Regions from separate parts of the Mus musculus genome. Here regions 2, 3, 4 and 5 are each linked to region 1. The links are chromatin contacts, called in public Hi-C and HiChIP or PLAC-seq maps. All regions are on one chromosome and are shown on one strand. Each heading gives the region's core, a stretch centred on a gene start, on an enhancer-like site or on the middle of the called end of the contact. The rest is flanking DNA. Distances are from core to core; before and after follow the strand shown.

Region 1 (2,700 bases), core at 158-2,657:
TTGGTAGCCCGACTGAGGGCTGATTAACAGTAAAGGTAGAGTGCCTTTAAGTGTGAGGGAGGTGTCATCTCTTGCCTCAGGTGGGCTTTCACTCAGGAAGTAGAGTGACAGTCATTCACGGTCCCACAGCACTTTGATAAAGTCAGTGGTCAGGCAGGGCAGAACCAAAAACATCCCCAGGTCTCAGCCATCAACTACCTGGCCCATTTTTGTCTCTTGTTTTCATCAGTACTTTAGATACTCACACCCCAAATGACTCAAATTCCTCCTGGATTCAAGTTTTCTCCTTGTCAGGACCTTTGAGCAAAACAGGCTCAGGGACAATACAGAGCCGTGAAGGGGTGGCAGCTGTCGCAGTACAGGCTTGCCCCCTGCGCCCTGTGTCCGTGTAGTTATGTGGGTCACATGTATCGGGTGCTGTAGGGCTTTGGAGACTCGGTGGCAAAAACAGTTGTCTGCAGTAGTTGGCTTTGTTTTGACCTAGTCCCTGCCCCACAGAAGCCTCTCAGTGGGGCACAGCACAGGGTCAGGCATCTCTTGTTTCCTCCCTGATAGCATTGGGAGGGCTACCATTTGGCATCTCTCCCAACCTTTGGTTAGAAGTGCGTGCACATACCCACGAACACTCAAACGATGCCTATTTAAAACAAAGAGCTCTGGCAGGGAGAGGGGGGAGTGGTGAATTTAAATGGACTCCGCTATTTGTTCTGGAACGACTCCTGTTTATTTAAGTTACCAAACGGAGCAGTCACAAGTTCTGTCAAATTCCTCAGACACCCAAATAGCTCCACATTTCAAAACCTTTGCCCTTCCCCACATCCTACCCCGAGGCTGTGTTGGTTGCTGAGTCTGACAGGTGCATTGTGGGTCAGGTGGCCTGGGCAAGTGGAAGGCCTCTGTCATGTTTCTACACCAAGAAACGAGAAGGCATCTCTGGGGAACTGAACATTGTGTGGACAGAGAATGTTCCTCACGGCACCAGGCAAAATGGTCTGCACCAACAAACTGCTTGTGGCCCCCTCTTGAGCCTTGCCCTGGCAGCTGCTCTGATTAGCCTTAGAATTTACATCTGCTATGAGTTCTGGGTCAGTCAGAGGACCTCAGTGGACAGGTTTGGAACCAGAACCAAGTTTGAGACTCTCCCCCTTCATTATCGTTCAGAAACATTTGTGACTTGATGTGGACCTGAGCAAGCTTTGGACAAACTGGGGGTTTAACACCATTCATTCTTTGTAGGTGAGTTTAACATTGCTACTGGGATGTAACAGATTAAAGTGCAGAAGTCAGCTCTCATTTTCTGATCGTGGCTGCAGCAAAATCTACCACGAAGACTTGCTTCCCTATGCATAGCTTAGATGTATCCATACCAGAGAGAGGAAAGTGTGACTTCATTTGAGGAAGTGTGTCCTTTGATGGCAACATTTTTTTTCCCAAATGCCACACAGGCACTGGGAGGGGTAGTAGTGTAGTCTCTGGGGTATCCTCCGGGCTTCTGTCCATCCTGTCCAGTGGAACCGTGTTGGTTTTTATCTCTGCGCTCCAACAGTTTCGAATGCTGGAGTCTGTTCTTTGACCTCCCCCATGTGAGGGGACATTGCTTTAGCATTTGCTATGGTTCAAGCACTGTTCTAAGGGACTTAGAGCTATTAACTTAGATTTATAAACCACAGAATGCTGTTAAAGAAAATACCTAAGATGTATAAGAAGTGTACATTGTGTTCTTTTGCTCCTATGAAAAACAACATATATGTAATATATACCACATATATTTTATGTAATTACAATTTTTATATAAACTTAATATAATTTTTATATAAATTATAATATATATAATTTTTGTCTCTTCCTTTGTTTCTCCATTTCTCTGTCTACCTCTGTCCCTCTGGGTTTTTTGTTTGTTTGTTTGTTTCTCTGTCTGTCTCTGTCCTTTGTCTCTCTGTGTATATGTGTGTATTTGCAAGAGGAGGAAATATAGAAAGATGAACAAGAAAATGGATAAGTTATTTCCGAGGTGATAAACTGAGGTGTAAGTATGGTGTAAATGGGAGAATTTTCACTTTATTGTAATTTACTCTCTTTGAATTATGGTGTGTGTGGTATATGTATATATTGGGGTGTGTGTGTGCATACGTTGCAGGAAATATTTTAAAAAGACCATCACGATCCCTCGCTAGTGATAGACACAGCGGGGCTACATGTCTCCATGATCTCTCTCTGGGTAATCTCTCTGGGCCGGAGCTCCCGAGTTCCCTTGGATCATTGCCATGCCAGCCCCATGCAATAACCGTCCACCCTGTGGTCAGCCGCCACAACATCCAGCAACCTGGTAGAAACAAATCTCTTGAGATGACCGGCAGGTTTCCTGCTCTACTGCCGGCAACTCTCTGCCCTGTGGGGCTGGCTGGCCATGCACTGGCCGACAATGGCCAACCTATTATCTCATGGAGACTCTGACTCAGACCTCCACAATCTCCCCACCCAGCTCGCTAGGTTCCCACTTTTGGGTTGCTATCATGCCAGCCTCATGCTTCAAAGCCCCCGAGGCCTTTGTGGTGCACATCAGGCAAACCCTTGCTTTGCCGCCGTACTTTTGTCTCTGGAACCCAGTCAAGTTCCTGAGAGAAGAAAAACACCACACAAATTTAGCTCAGAAACAATGGTAACTCAATCTCTGGGTGCAACAACTAAACCTAATCTTGT
Region 2 (2,700 bases), core at 157-2,656, 750 kb after region 1:
ACAGACATTTCTCTAGCCAGAAGAGCTGATAAAAGGTTTGACTGGGAAGGTGGCCACAGACATGACCTATGTGCCTTTCTATTCGTTCATCTCTCTTCCTTCCTTTGGGGATCTTTTTTCTTTACCCCTTGCCTGTTTTCTATTTATAGGCATAACATATTTGAGCGCGATGACCAGATGACTAGAAATAGCCTAGGTCATTTGTTCTGTTAGCAAAGTTAGCTCCTCCCTTTCTTCAACTAATCTATGATTGTGTTTCTCGCACTTAATAATGGGTGTGAATTGAAAATGTGATACCAGATAAAGAAAAGAAAAACTAAAGTCTCCTTTTCCAGAGCCTATCACCACGAGAGCATGGGCTCTGACATTTCTGTTCTTTTCTTTTTGTTTCTCACACGCATGAGAGATTCCAGGAAAGCTTTCTTTTCTTTTCTTTCTTTTTTCAGCCTTTTTTTCTTCAAACTAAGTAGCGTTGGTACCCTGAGCCAGAGAGTGCAGTGGCTGGTGAGCGAGTGTTGACTTGTCTAAGCAAAGCACTGCTCAGAGCATTAGGAAAGGGAAATCCAGGGACTGGGAGCAGATTGTGGCAATTCCCACACACTTTGTCTCACTCTCTTCTAGCTGGGTATGCGTGGCTAAAGTCACGTTGCAGCCTCGCCTTGCAAGGAGGGAAACAATAAGCTAACAGGCTTCCAGCATAGACTTCTCACATTGGCCTCCAGAAGTTAAAATGAGTACAAGGCAGACTTCCAATCCCTAAAGAGGTTGTTGTGTATGTAAACACACACACATACTCCACACACACACTGTACATACCACACATATACATATATATGCACACACAGAGACATACAGACACACACTCCACATACCACACACAACACACTATACACACACCACACACACACACACACACACACACACACACACTACACCATACACACACATACACACATACCATACATACTTTATACATTACACACCACATACACACATGCACACATCACATACACACCACACACATACCAACCACATACACCAGCCCTAAAATAAAACATCTACTGAATACAACTTCCAACTGGGGCACAGATCTGAACAAAAAACACATTTCCTCACAACTTTGTTGCCTGGGAGTGTCTTTCTGGACCCCCTCTGTACACCACTTCTATACACACCTTCAAGATACCAAGCACTCCTGAACACTGCCTTTCTTGACCCTGGATACCAAAGAGACGTTCTGCCTTTGTAAAAGGCCACCCCTGAATAGTCTTGCTAATGTATACCTTATCTGTGGAGACAGAGATAAGAAGGCCCAATCAATAGCAGCCTGTGTATAGAACAAAGCTTTGGCTTAAATACTAAGGCTAAGAGCAACTTGGACGAAATAGGGAACTGGGCTTAGGCCAAAGTCTGGAGCTGCTGCTGGTGCAAAGAGGGCGGTTTTTTGTGTGGTAGATTTACAGCATGCAGCATAGACCATCAGCCCTCCTGACTGCCCTTAAGAGAGTTAGACATCCCGATTTGCATTCCCCACATGGCTCTTAGAAGCATCCTGAAGCTTGGCCACAAGCCAACAAGACTTGGAACGCCAAGATTCAAGATACCATTTTTTTTTTCTGGTTCACAGTATTTCTAAATATGAACTCTCCTTCTAAGCAAGGAGAATTTAATTTTTTTTCTAAGCAACAAAATTTTTATAGAGATCAAGGTAAGGAAAGCTACTGTTTTTGTCTGGTTCTCTTCAGCTGGGGTCTGGGTCCTCTTCCCATCACACTGGCCACGTAGGGCATAATAGGGCTTATATACTGGGTTTAGTATACAGATAGGTTCTCAGATCTGCATGGTTTATTGTCCTAATTTCTTTTTCTGTTGCTGTGTAAAATAAAGACAACTTAAGAGAGAATGGACTTGTTCTGGTCCAGAGTTCAGGTTAAGGTCCACTCTGGCAGAAAAGTCACAGTGGCAGGAACTGAAAGGAGCTGGTTACGTCATATTCGGAGACAGAATGAACGGGCAACAGACACCAGCATGTTGGTGCTCTCCTTCATTTCTCTGTTTTAAACATGTCAAGGCTTGGTCCTGCCCACCATCATGAATCAGGACAGTCCTTCACAGACATGCCTTAAGACCTATCTCCTGGGTGACTCTAGAGTCTGTCAAGGTGACAAATAACACTAATCGTCACATCTAGAGCAGTCGTTCTCACCATTCCTAACCCTGTGGCCCTTTCATGTTGTGGGACACCTCCCCCCCCCCTGCCCCCAGCCATAAAATTACTTTCATTGCTACTTCATAACTGTAATTTTGCTACTGATATGAGTCATAGTGTAAGTATCTGTGTTTTCTGATGGTCTTAGGCAACCCCCTGTAAAAGGGTTGTTCAACCTCCGCAAAGAAGGTCACAACTCACAGGTTGAGAATTGCTAGCCTGGAGGTACAACTGAGTCACAGAAGGTGCTCACTCTCTTTCCTGTTCATCTTGTGGGCCCTGGAATTTAGGGGGAGCTAGACTCACAGAAGGAGGTTTTTGCTTGCTGCTTTGCTTTGCTTTGCTTTGGAAAACAAGATTTTAGATTGTGGGGGTTATTTGTTTGTGGTTGTTTGTTTTTGCCAATTGGAAACAAACAAAAACTACCATGGGAGTGACACCAGTGAGCTCCCAGTCATCAGACTTTGTATTTTCAAAAGGGTGTTTGTCCT
Region 3 (2,795 bases), core at 185-2,684, 820 kb after region 1:
AGGAAAACACACAACATCAGCTTGAGACCTCTATACAAGCATTTTTGTGCACTTAAACATACAGGTATATAGTAGACACACACACACACACACACACACACACACACACACACACGACAGACAGAGTAGCTCTTCAATATCTAAAGCTATAGCAAAACATAGGTTTGCATGACTCTCAACCTAGATCCTATCTGAAGAAGCATATAAAATAAAAATCTGATTTTTGTTCATCATTAAAATAGTCCACATGAAATATTATCTCTATGCTTTAGACAGAAACCATGCCTTTAAAAAAAAAAGTTCAGAGTGGCATGAGGAAGGCTGTGTAAGAACAGTTAATCCTGGGTAAAATACTTCTGACAGAACACCTCGGGGTCAATGCTTCCTTAATCCTTCGCTGCCAACACTCACTCTGATTGTGAATAGTAGATTAGTGTTCTGTGTTGAAGGTCTCTACACAGCTCTGTGGCTGAAGGCTGTCCTTGACTTGGCATGATCTGAACTTTAAGAGCAAAGAAAAGCAGTGGGTATCTGTTTAAAAAGAAAAAAAAAACTTTAAAAAGTGATTCCCACACTCCACATGTCCCGGGACAGGGATATTGGCAAAGCCATATTAGAAGCGTTAGCTCAGTGAAGCTCTGTGCGTATAAGTTGCAACAAAAGAACTTTCACAGCAGCAGGAAGATATTCATCATGTTATATAAGTGGCATTATAAAACAGATAAAACACATAGTCCAAAAAAGCAATAAGCAAGTCTTCTGGAACTAAGTTGATGCTGGAAAACTCCAGATTATAAATCATGTTTACACAAGACTAAGCTTGAAAGAAGTTAAACTGTTCTGAGAAGAGAAACATATTAAACTGTGCATTCCATCATGGACAAACGGGAATGGAGATCTTTGGATTATGGATTTGGCTACCCATGAATACATCAAGTGATTCGAAAATGGTACATGATCCTCCTCTGTGCAAACACTTTTGTAAACCATGGTCAGAGTTTAGTTCCATGAGTCAGAGCCACTGCTTGCATTTCTGTCCCAAGTGATAAGCTGCCCCTTGGGCTGTGCCCAAGGATAGAAACCACCCAGCCAAGACTCCCAGGGGCCAAGCACTTAGTACAATGGTCCTGGGATAAGTAGAAAGCAGTGATGTCACAGCCTTGTCATAAGGAGAATCTTCCAGCTGTGTTACTGAGAAGAAGAAATTTAGGGGCTGACTTTATGAGATGAGCCAGAATGTAGGACTTTTGTGTAAAAAAAAATTGTATTTTTAACATACTGAGCTAACTCAAATGTATGAAAACACTACATACAGAAAGAAATCAGAGCAAATCTCCTAGGTATAATTGGAGTTGGTCCTATCAGGATACGATTCCTTCTTTGACCTCTAACACATGATTGTGAATAATGTTCCTCTTATGATGAAGGAAGTGAGAGTAAACTTCAGAATCTTCCCTGAGGAGGCAACTCTGCTATTATCAGCTCTCCCAACCATGGGTCATGCAATAGAGTGAGTGGTGACCCCTGTCCTGCCAAAGATATGTCTATATTCTATTCTGTGGAACCTGTAAATGGCACCTTATGTTGAAAATGATCTGGATGTAATTAAATCAGAGACTTTTGTATGAGATCACCCTGGATTACCTAGGTAGGCCTTCCATTTAACAACCTTATAGAGGACAAACAGAAGTTGGACTGAAGAATATTGGAACAGCTGGAGACTGGGCAAAGAATGGTTACAGGATCTCAAGCCATAATACACCCCAAAGTACCAGAAGCTAAAGAAAACAAAGGGCAGAATTCTTCCTAGAGCCTTCAGAGGGTACATAGCCCTGAGGATACTGTCACTTTGTCCTTCTGGTTTTCAAAACTGTGATGATAAATGTGACCTTATTGTTATGAGTCACCAAATTCGAGGTAATATTTTTATGGCTGCTACAGGAGCTATCATAGGTCAACATCATGTCTCTTCACAGGGTTTCTGTAAGCAACTTCCCACCACCTGATACACAGATGCACCCCCTTTATTAAAAATTATACCCCAAACTACAAAACAGCTTCTCCACTTAAACTGGAGTCTTCATGTCATCAAAATTAAATAAAATATTCATGTAGCCCAAGAGAACCAATAATCTACAGAGAATAATGTCTTCAGTGGAGAATTACATTGAAAACCAAGCATACCTTGGCTGCTAGGGTTCTGCACTAGAAAGACAACTCAGATAGGAACGAGACCATCTCTGAAGTCTGAAAGAATTGTTATTTCTTTCTTTCTTCTACTCCAAATGTCAAGACCATCATCAAGACTTTTCTAATGGAATCAGAGGCTATTGAGGCCATAGCCTGATGTACCATATGTTTGTTTAGCAAATCGTATAGGTCCAGAATTCACCTCTCCTTTAAGTTCCTATGGGTCTCTCTAATTTCTTTTTTTTAATATGATTATCTCTCAAGGAACTTGCTTTTAAATAGAGGAGGAGGGATGGAACAAGAGTCATTGGCTCAGATGATGAATGTTAGAGATAAGCACACAGTGTTGCTTTTGTTGTCTTTATTGTTGTGTTGTTTGTGGAGCTACAGATCAAACCCATGGCTCTCAGCATGCTAGACAAGTACTCTAAGCCATTTCCCCAGCCCCGCAGGTCTATAGAATGAACAAAAAGTATTGGTTGTCCAGTAAATGCTGTTCTAGAGCTAACTACTCTGATTGTAACCTTGTGGTATGGTATATCCCTGTTCATCTGGGGAAAATTGGTCAAGAATCACTCTTCTGATATGTCTTCTCTGATTTCACA
Region 4 (2,700 bases), core at 1-2,500, 930 kb after region 1:
AGCTACTTACTTTTCATGATAACTCTATGATAGTGACTTTATCCATACACCCGTTGTAAAGTCAAAGTGTAGTTAAATCCCCAAGTTACACAGCCAGTAGGAAAGCTGAGATTTGACCTTATAGTGCTCTCAAGCAGATATAGCATGCTAACAAGAGCTGGTAGATAATCATGTTATATCGTGTGACTCACTCACTCCTGTTCGGCCAGGGTGTGTCCCGGAGCCAAAGACAGATGACACCCCCACCCCCATCTCCCACCCCTACCCTCTTGCTTTGCAGTGACCTATGGTCTGCCAAGACAAAAGGAGCTCAACAAAATGGATGTTTCCTGTTTCAGGAAATAGACGCAAGAAAAACTAATGTATGAAGCAGACATGAGTGTCATTTTTCCTTCTATCAAAAGATCGCCAGGTCAGCAAGCTAGGAAAAAGTGATTGATTTTAAAGAGAGTTTATCCCCTCCGCATGTTGGAGCCTTGCTTTTGGTGTGTGTGTGTGTGTGTGTGTGTGCGCGTGTGTGTGTGTGTGTGCGAGCGCGTGTGTGTGTGTGTGTGTGTGTGTGTGTGTGTGTGTGTGTGTGTGTGTGTGTGAGAGAGAGAGAGAGAGAGAGAGAGAGAGAGGCCAGAGGACAAGGTCAGGTGACATTCTAGGAACTCCCTCTCCACTGAGACAGGCTCTCTCAGTGGCCAGGAAGTATGACGTTTAGGCTAGGCTGGTTGATCAGTGAGTACCGAAGCTCTGCCTCTCTCTGCCTCCCTAGGATTGGGATTACAGGTGTGAGCCACCGTGACCAGCATTTTTATGTGGGTTCTGAGGATCAAACCCATGTCTTTATCCTTAAATGGACAGCACTGTAGTGACTGAGCCTTCCACCCTCAGCCCAAACCTGTGCATTTTATGAGATTGATGAAAATATTAACTGTTAAATTAACCTCTATTTGACTTACGGTTCTCAATGTTATATATCACACATATAAGCCATATAAACTTGTTTCTATACAAATTATTATGTACTTATATGTAATATATATAAAATTGTATTTACATAAAAAGATCTGATAGTACAGCATGCATATAATGTCATAGGAAAAGCTTTGCTGGGATAATTATTCAAATATGCCTTTCTAATGGAACTACTTGATGGTTCCAGCAGGCTGTAACTTGCTACTGTAACTTGTAACAGCCTTCAAGTTAGGAGTTTTATGGACAGTTACATTGTAACTGTCACTTGTGGTCTAATCTTCCCCTTAAGGGAAGCTTGAGAAACACTGTCAGCTTTTTCGAGTAGAGGAAGTTTAAACATATTGGCGCAGAGTCTTCAAAATTGTTTAGCTTAAACTCCCATTCTTGTCAGACCACATCTTTCCAGGCCCTCTGCGGCTGGAGTCAGCTAGCTTTTGGCTCTCAGGAAGGAAAAGTTTCACCGAGTGCAACAAATGTTTACTCTTCTCTCCTTTGCCAGAGCTGGGGTCTGCTCAGCAGATCTGAGGCTTGGTTGCCGCCTGTCGTCAGTCTACAGGTTTTAGTTGTATAATTGCTTTTGGCCAATTCCAACTTAATTCTAAAACCTAGATAATACTTTTGGGTAAATAGTTTTGTTGTTTTTTGAGACAGGGTTTCTCTGGGTAGCCTTGGCTGTCCTGGAACTCACTCTGTAAACTAGGCTGACTTCAAACTCAGAGAGTTCCTCCTGCCCCTGACTCTGCCTCCTGAGTGCTGGGATTAAAGTTGTACACCACTAGCTATCATATTCATATATATATATGTATATATATATATATATACATATATAATTTACATTATATATTACATATTATAAGTATACTTATATATAATATATATTATATATACATATTTTTTACTGGGAAACCAATCTTTCCCCTCTCCCTTTCTGCCCCCACCCCCTTTTCGCAGTTCCCACCTGGCTCCTTCCTTTCCTCTCTTTCTTCTCCCATCCTATGCTTGCAGAGTCCACTCTGAGAGGCTGGTGTCTTTCACATACCTCACAAAGGATGGGTTGGTTTCACAACCAACTTTCCCGATGATGTAGTACCAGTGTCCCGCCTCACCTCTCAGGCAGCCCTGCTTGTCCATTTGCTCTGGTTTCTACTTAGATGATATCCTGCCCCTGGATTCAGTAGTTCTTTGAGGGTCCATCTTTTATCAACATCGGAAACCGTGCTTAGTTCACATGTGCAAGTGTTGTGAATTTTACATCCTATCACTTACAATTAGTACCTTTTTGAGTTCGCTCTCACATCTCATGTGTAATTTCCTAAGAGAAGAAAGGAGGGCTAGTTGATAGTGGTTGTAAACTCTTTTGACATGAGGGTAAAAGTATTTTGTTTATAGAGGACAGAAAAGGAGTTAATATTTAGCGACTGTGCTGAAGGCGGGACAGGACCTAAGGAATGTGGCCACCTGACCCTGGACCTCCCATCTGTGCATGTGCACCTGGATAATTACACAGGTTTTCGATTTGCTAGAAAGGTTGTATTTGTGACTTTAATTTACATTTTCGTTTTTAGTTCATAATCCTAGATTCCACATTTCTCTAAGAGGAAAGGCCCTGCTCAGACACGGAAAAAAAGTCAGCTTCAATGTGGCTGTTTGGAAGTTTGCAGAAATAGGTGGAGTGTATGTGGTGGGCTGGACACCAGCTACTGCGCTCTTGTGCACCTACTAATCCTGATTGCAGGT
Region 5 (2,723 bases), core at 67-2,566, 870 kb after region 1:
TGGAAATTTTAGGACAGCTGAATGATTTTCTATCTGTATGTATCTATCTAATCTATATTTATCATTTCTGGAGTGGGCTGTACACATAAAAAAATCTCGTGATAATGTGTTACCATTATATCTTTAATTCTTGGTTCTTGTAAGAATAATGTTGGTGAAGACATCACTATAGTCACTGTTAATACATAATTAATTACCCCCAAACCAGCAGCTTAGGCCTGTGCTTTCATTTTTGTTCTCAGCTTTATGGTTGAGAATCTAAAAAGGTCTCCGTAGGCAGGTCTCTCCCAGGACCTCGCCTACAGGTACAGTCAATGGTACCTGGGCTCCTGCCCCAGATGAGGCATGCACTGGCTGCTTGGAGTCCCTACTGATGGTCTCTTTGTTGTTGACTCCAGCATAGTGTTGAAGAGCAGCCAGATGTCCTGTGTGGCGGGTAACCTTACTTGGAATATGCAGGAGAGTAAGGCAGGACTTTCACTCTCAGTTGCCCCTGCCAGGGGCACCTCCCAGTGGGAAGAGGAAGGGGGTCTTTGAAGGCATGTTTTGAAGCTGTGGTGGGTTTCCTTTTGTTGTGTCCTTTAAGAAGAACAATTTGGTGCTTAGTTTCTTAAACTAGACTACAGATCATCTTCAAGACCCCACACGTTTGGGAGTTCGTTTTATGCTTCTAGAACTTAGTACGGGGCTGTTGTGTACCAAGTGCTACAAAACAGAATCAAAGGCCTACAGTCAAAAAAAAATCCCACCCTTCAAAGCAAACAGTCAGGTTTATTGTGCTGATAAAACCACCCTAGAGAGATAACCAGGATACCTTAGGTTGTTTGAGTCTGAGCCAGTCATCTAATTCAGCTCTTCTTCTTTTCCCTCCAATGACACAGTTGCAGGTTAAGCTGTACAGCCAAGTAGCAAAGACAGGACCATTGGTGCCCAAGGTCTAGTCATTGTTTCTGGTCCACCTGAAAGCTCTGTTTTATCAGTTATTGTTTGAGAGTTTGGTTTTATTGAAACTCAGAGAGACTCCAGTGGCTTAGATCATTCTTATACACAAGAATGGGGCAAGACTTTCTGTCAATCTGCTGAGTGCAGCAGGAGCCTTTCCCTCTCTCTCTCTGACCTTTCTGTCTATTCTAGGAAGATAAAGAAAAGTCCCAGAGGCCTCCCCAGGAGGCCCTGGGGCTCTGCATTGATCTCTGCAGTCTTGAAAAAAACTAACTTCCTGGCCGTTTCTTCTTGTTTCTCAGGAGAATCTTGTGGCCTATCTGTCTGGGACCAAGCAGAGTCTGAAAGGCTTCCTGTGACTTCTACACAGGCTGTGAGGAAGTAGAGATGTCACAGAATGTTCCAGGAACGTTAGACTATGTTTCAGGCAGTGCCTATGACTTGGGACCGTGATGTAAGTCATCATCTTGGCCTTTCGGTATGAGACAAGCAGCGAGCCCAGTAGCCACCTTTGTATCACGGAGATGCAGGTTTGCAAAGAAGAATGGAACTGTTAAAGAGCCTTCCTAGTGGCTACCAGGAGGGTAGGAGCAATGCTTTCTGGCTTAAGGTTTGTCTAGCTTTCCTGAGCAGAAGGCTTTTACTTCTGCATGTACTGTGGCTGTAATTAAGTGATTCACATTCACAATGCTCAGTATTTATCTAAAATACTCTAAGTCCTCATTAGGAGGGGGGAAATTCATTAACATTTGGCTTCCTGAACTTACTAATGTGGTACATCCCTCTCTAAGCTCCTTTTAACACTAGGGTTCTCCAGAGAAACGGAATAGTGTGTGTGTGTGTGTGTGTGTGTGTGTGTGTGTGTGTGTGTGTGTGAAGATGCAAAGAGATTTGCTGCAAGGAATTGCTAGTATTGTTATGAAAAGCTGACAAAGCTCAATGAGCAGCATACTAGAACCTTAGGAAAGCAGGGGTCACCAAGCTGGGTCCCAATGACTTGGCTTAACCAGAAGCCAGCTGGAGTAGCTCTAGGCAAATGCCAGTAAGACCAGAGATCCAGGGTAACCTGAAGACGAGAAACAAGGCAAAGCAATGCTTCAGCTCTAGGTACCCAGAGGGAAGGAACCATCTTTCCTGTAGTAGCCAACCTCTATGTTCTAAGCTTCTGCAATCTGCCTGAGTCTCACTCATGTTAGAGAGAACGATGTATTACCACGTCTACTAATTCAAGTATTAATTTCATCCACAAACACCCTCATACTCAAAATATGTTTGGCTGGATATCTGGGAAATCTCTTACACAGTTACTTTTGATACAATTAGCCATCACACTTACGGTGATGGGGTCACACACTACAGAGGACTAATCAGATAGAAATCTCAGATAAATCTCCATGATTGTAACAGAAATGTCTCTCTACTTACTCTGATCTGGTACTCATGTATATGTAAAGTTTTTCCTGTTTGCTGTGCGCCCACAGCATTTCTATTTAGGGCCTGTAACTATATGGGGCAGCCCATGTATGTTTGATCTTTACTGTCATCTTGAATGCATTCAGAATAATTAGGAGACACATTGGCAGTGTGTCTGTGGGACAGTCCCAAGATATTTAAATGAGGAGGGAAGAACCACTCCAATTGTGCACTATGCCACCCCAGGGGCTGCAGTCCCAGACAATGTAGCACCCACTCTTCTGACTCTGATGCTGGGGCTGGCATTGCCCCATCATGATCACCATTTTGTCAATCTCAGTTCCTGTGTGACAAGGAATTTGGCTAAA

Evidence for each region. A called contact is a pair of places that touch in the nucleus more often than the background predicts. HiChIP or PLAC-seq counts read pairs in DNA pulled down with a chosen protein or histone mark.
Region 2: a contact with region 1 is called in a Hi-C map of bone marrow-derived macrophages, with 11 read pairs. The contact joins two enhancer-like sites. A contact is called at or near these places in 1 of 15 datasets of contacts at CTCF or cohesin (large pre-B cells), 2 of 484 Hi-C or Micro-C datasets (both in bone marrow-derived macrophages) and 3 of 115 datasets of contacts at active chromatin or transcription factors (acute myeloid leukemia, fibro-adipogenic progenitors and microglia).
Region 3: a Hi-C map of bone marrow-derived macrophages shows a contact between it and region 1, with 11 read pairs. The contact joins two enhancer-like sites. A contact is called at or near these places in 1 of 15 datasets of contacts at CTCF or cohesin (large pre-B cells), 1 of 484 Hi-C or Micro-C datasets (bone marrow-derived macrophages) and 4 of 115 datasets of contacts at active chromatin or transcription factors (cardiomyocytes, embryonic midbrain and embryonic stem cells).
Region 4: an H3K27ac HiChIP or PLAC-seq map of microglia shows a contact between it and region 1, with 7 times the contacts expected there. The contact joins two enhancer-like sites. A contact is called at or near these places in 2 of 15 datasets of contacts at CTCF or cohesin (large pre-B cells and pro-B cells), 35 of 484 Hi-C or Micro-C datasets (B cells, CD8 T cells, the CH12 cell line and 25 more) and 17 of 115 datasets of contacts at active chromatin or transcription factors (DN3 thymocytes, the HPC-7 cell line, bone marrow-derived macrophages and 9 more).
Region 5: a contact with region 1 is called in an H3K27ac HiChIP or PLAC-seq map of microglia, with 4 times the contacts expected there. The contact joins two enhancer-like sites. A contact is called at or near these places in 4 of 484 Hi-C or Micro-C datasets (bone marrow-derived macrophages and embryonic stem cells) and 13 of 115 datasets of contacts at active chromatin or transcription factors (craniofacial prominence, embryonic forebrain, embryonic stem cells and 5 more).

What each region holds. Positions count from the first base shown.
Region 1 is chr13:102,667,793-102,670,492 of GRCm38.p6, reverse strand. No RefSeq gene overlaps it. Among named protein-coding and RNA genes, the nearest start is that of Gm41046, 2.7 kb to the right of the region's middle. Within about 2 kb of position 1,407, at least 32 of the 459 cell types and tissues checked have an H3K27ac peak or open chromatin away from gene starts, as enhancers often do. A contact at or near this core is called in bone marrow-derived macrophages, hematopoietic stem and progenitor cells, hematopoietic stem cells and 2 more, where this site is marked.
Region 2 is chr13:101,913,612-101,916,311 of GRCm38.p6, reverse strand. No RefSeq gene overlaps it. Among named protein-coding and RNA genes, the nearest start is that of Gm41044, 99 kb to the left of the region's middle. Within about 2 kb of position 1,406, at least 50 of the 459 cell types and tissues checked have an H3K27ac peak or open chromatin away from gene starts, as enhancers often do. A contact at or near this core is called in bone marrow-derived macrophages, where this site is marked.
Region 3 is chr13:101,842,885-101,845,679 of GRCm38.p6, reverse strand. No RefSeq gene overlaps it. Among named protein-coding and RNA genes, the nearest start is that of Pik3r1, 76 kb to the right of the region's middle. Within about 2 kb of position 1,434, at least 13 of the 459 cell types and tissues checked have an H3K27ac peak or open chromatin away from gene starts, as enhancers often do. A contact at or near this core is called in bone marrow-derived macrophages, where this site is marked.
Region 4 is chr13:101,741,426-101,744,125 of GRCm38.p6, reverse strand. The region is part of intron 2 of Pik3r1 (phosphoinositide-3-kinase regulatory subunit 1); the gene reads left to right. Among named protein-coding and RNA genes, the nearest start is that of Pik3r1, 25 kb to the left of the region's middle. Within about 2 kb of position 1,250, at least 46 of the 459 cell types and tissues checked have an H3K27ac peak or open chromatin away from gene starts, as enhancers often do. A contact at or near this core is called in bone marrow-derived macrophages, hematopoietic stem and progenitor cells, hematopoietic stem cells and 2 more, where this site is marked.
Region 5 is chr13:101,795,739-101,798,461 of GRCm38.p6, reverse strand. No RefSeq gene overlaps it. Among named protein-coding and RNA genes, the nearest start is that of Pik3r1, 29 kb to the right of the region's middle. Within about 2 kb of position 1,316, at least 29 of the 459 cell types and tissues checked have an H3K27ac peak or open chromatin away from gene starts, as enhancers often do. A contact at or near this core is called in microglia, where this site is marked.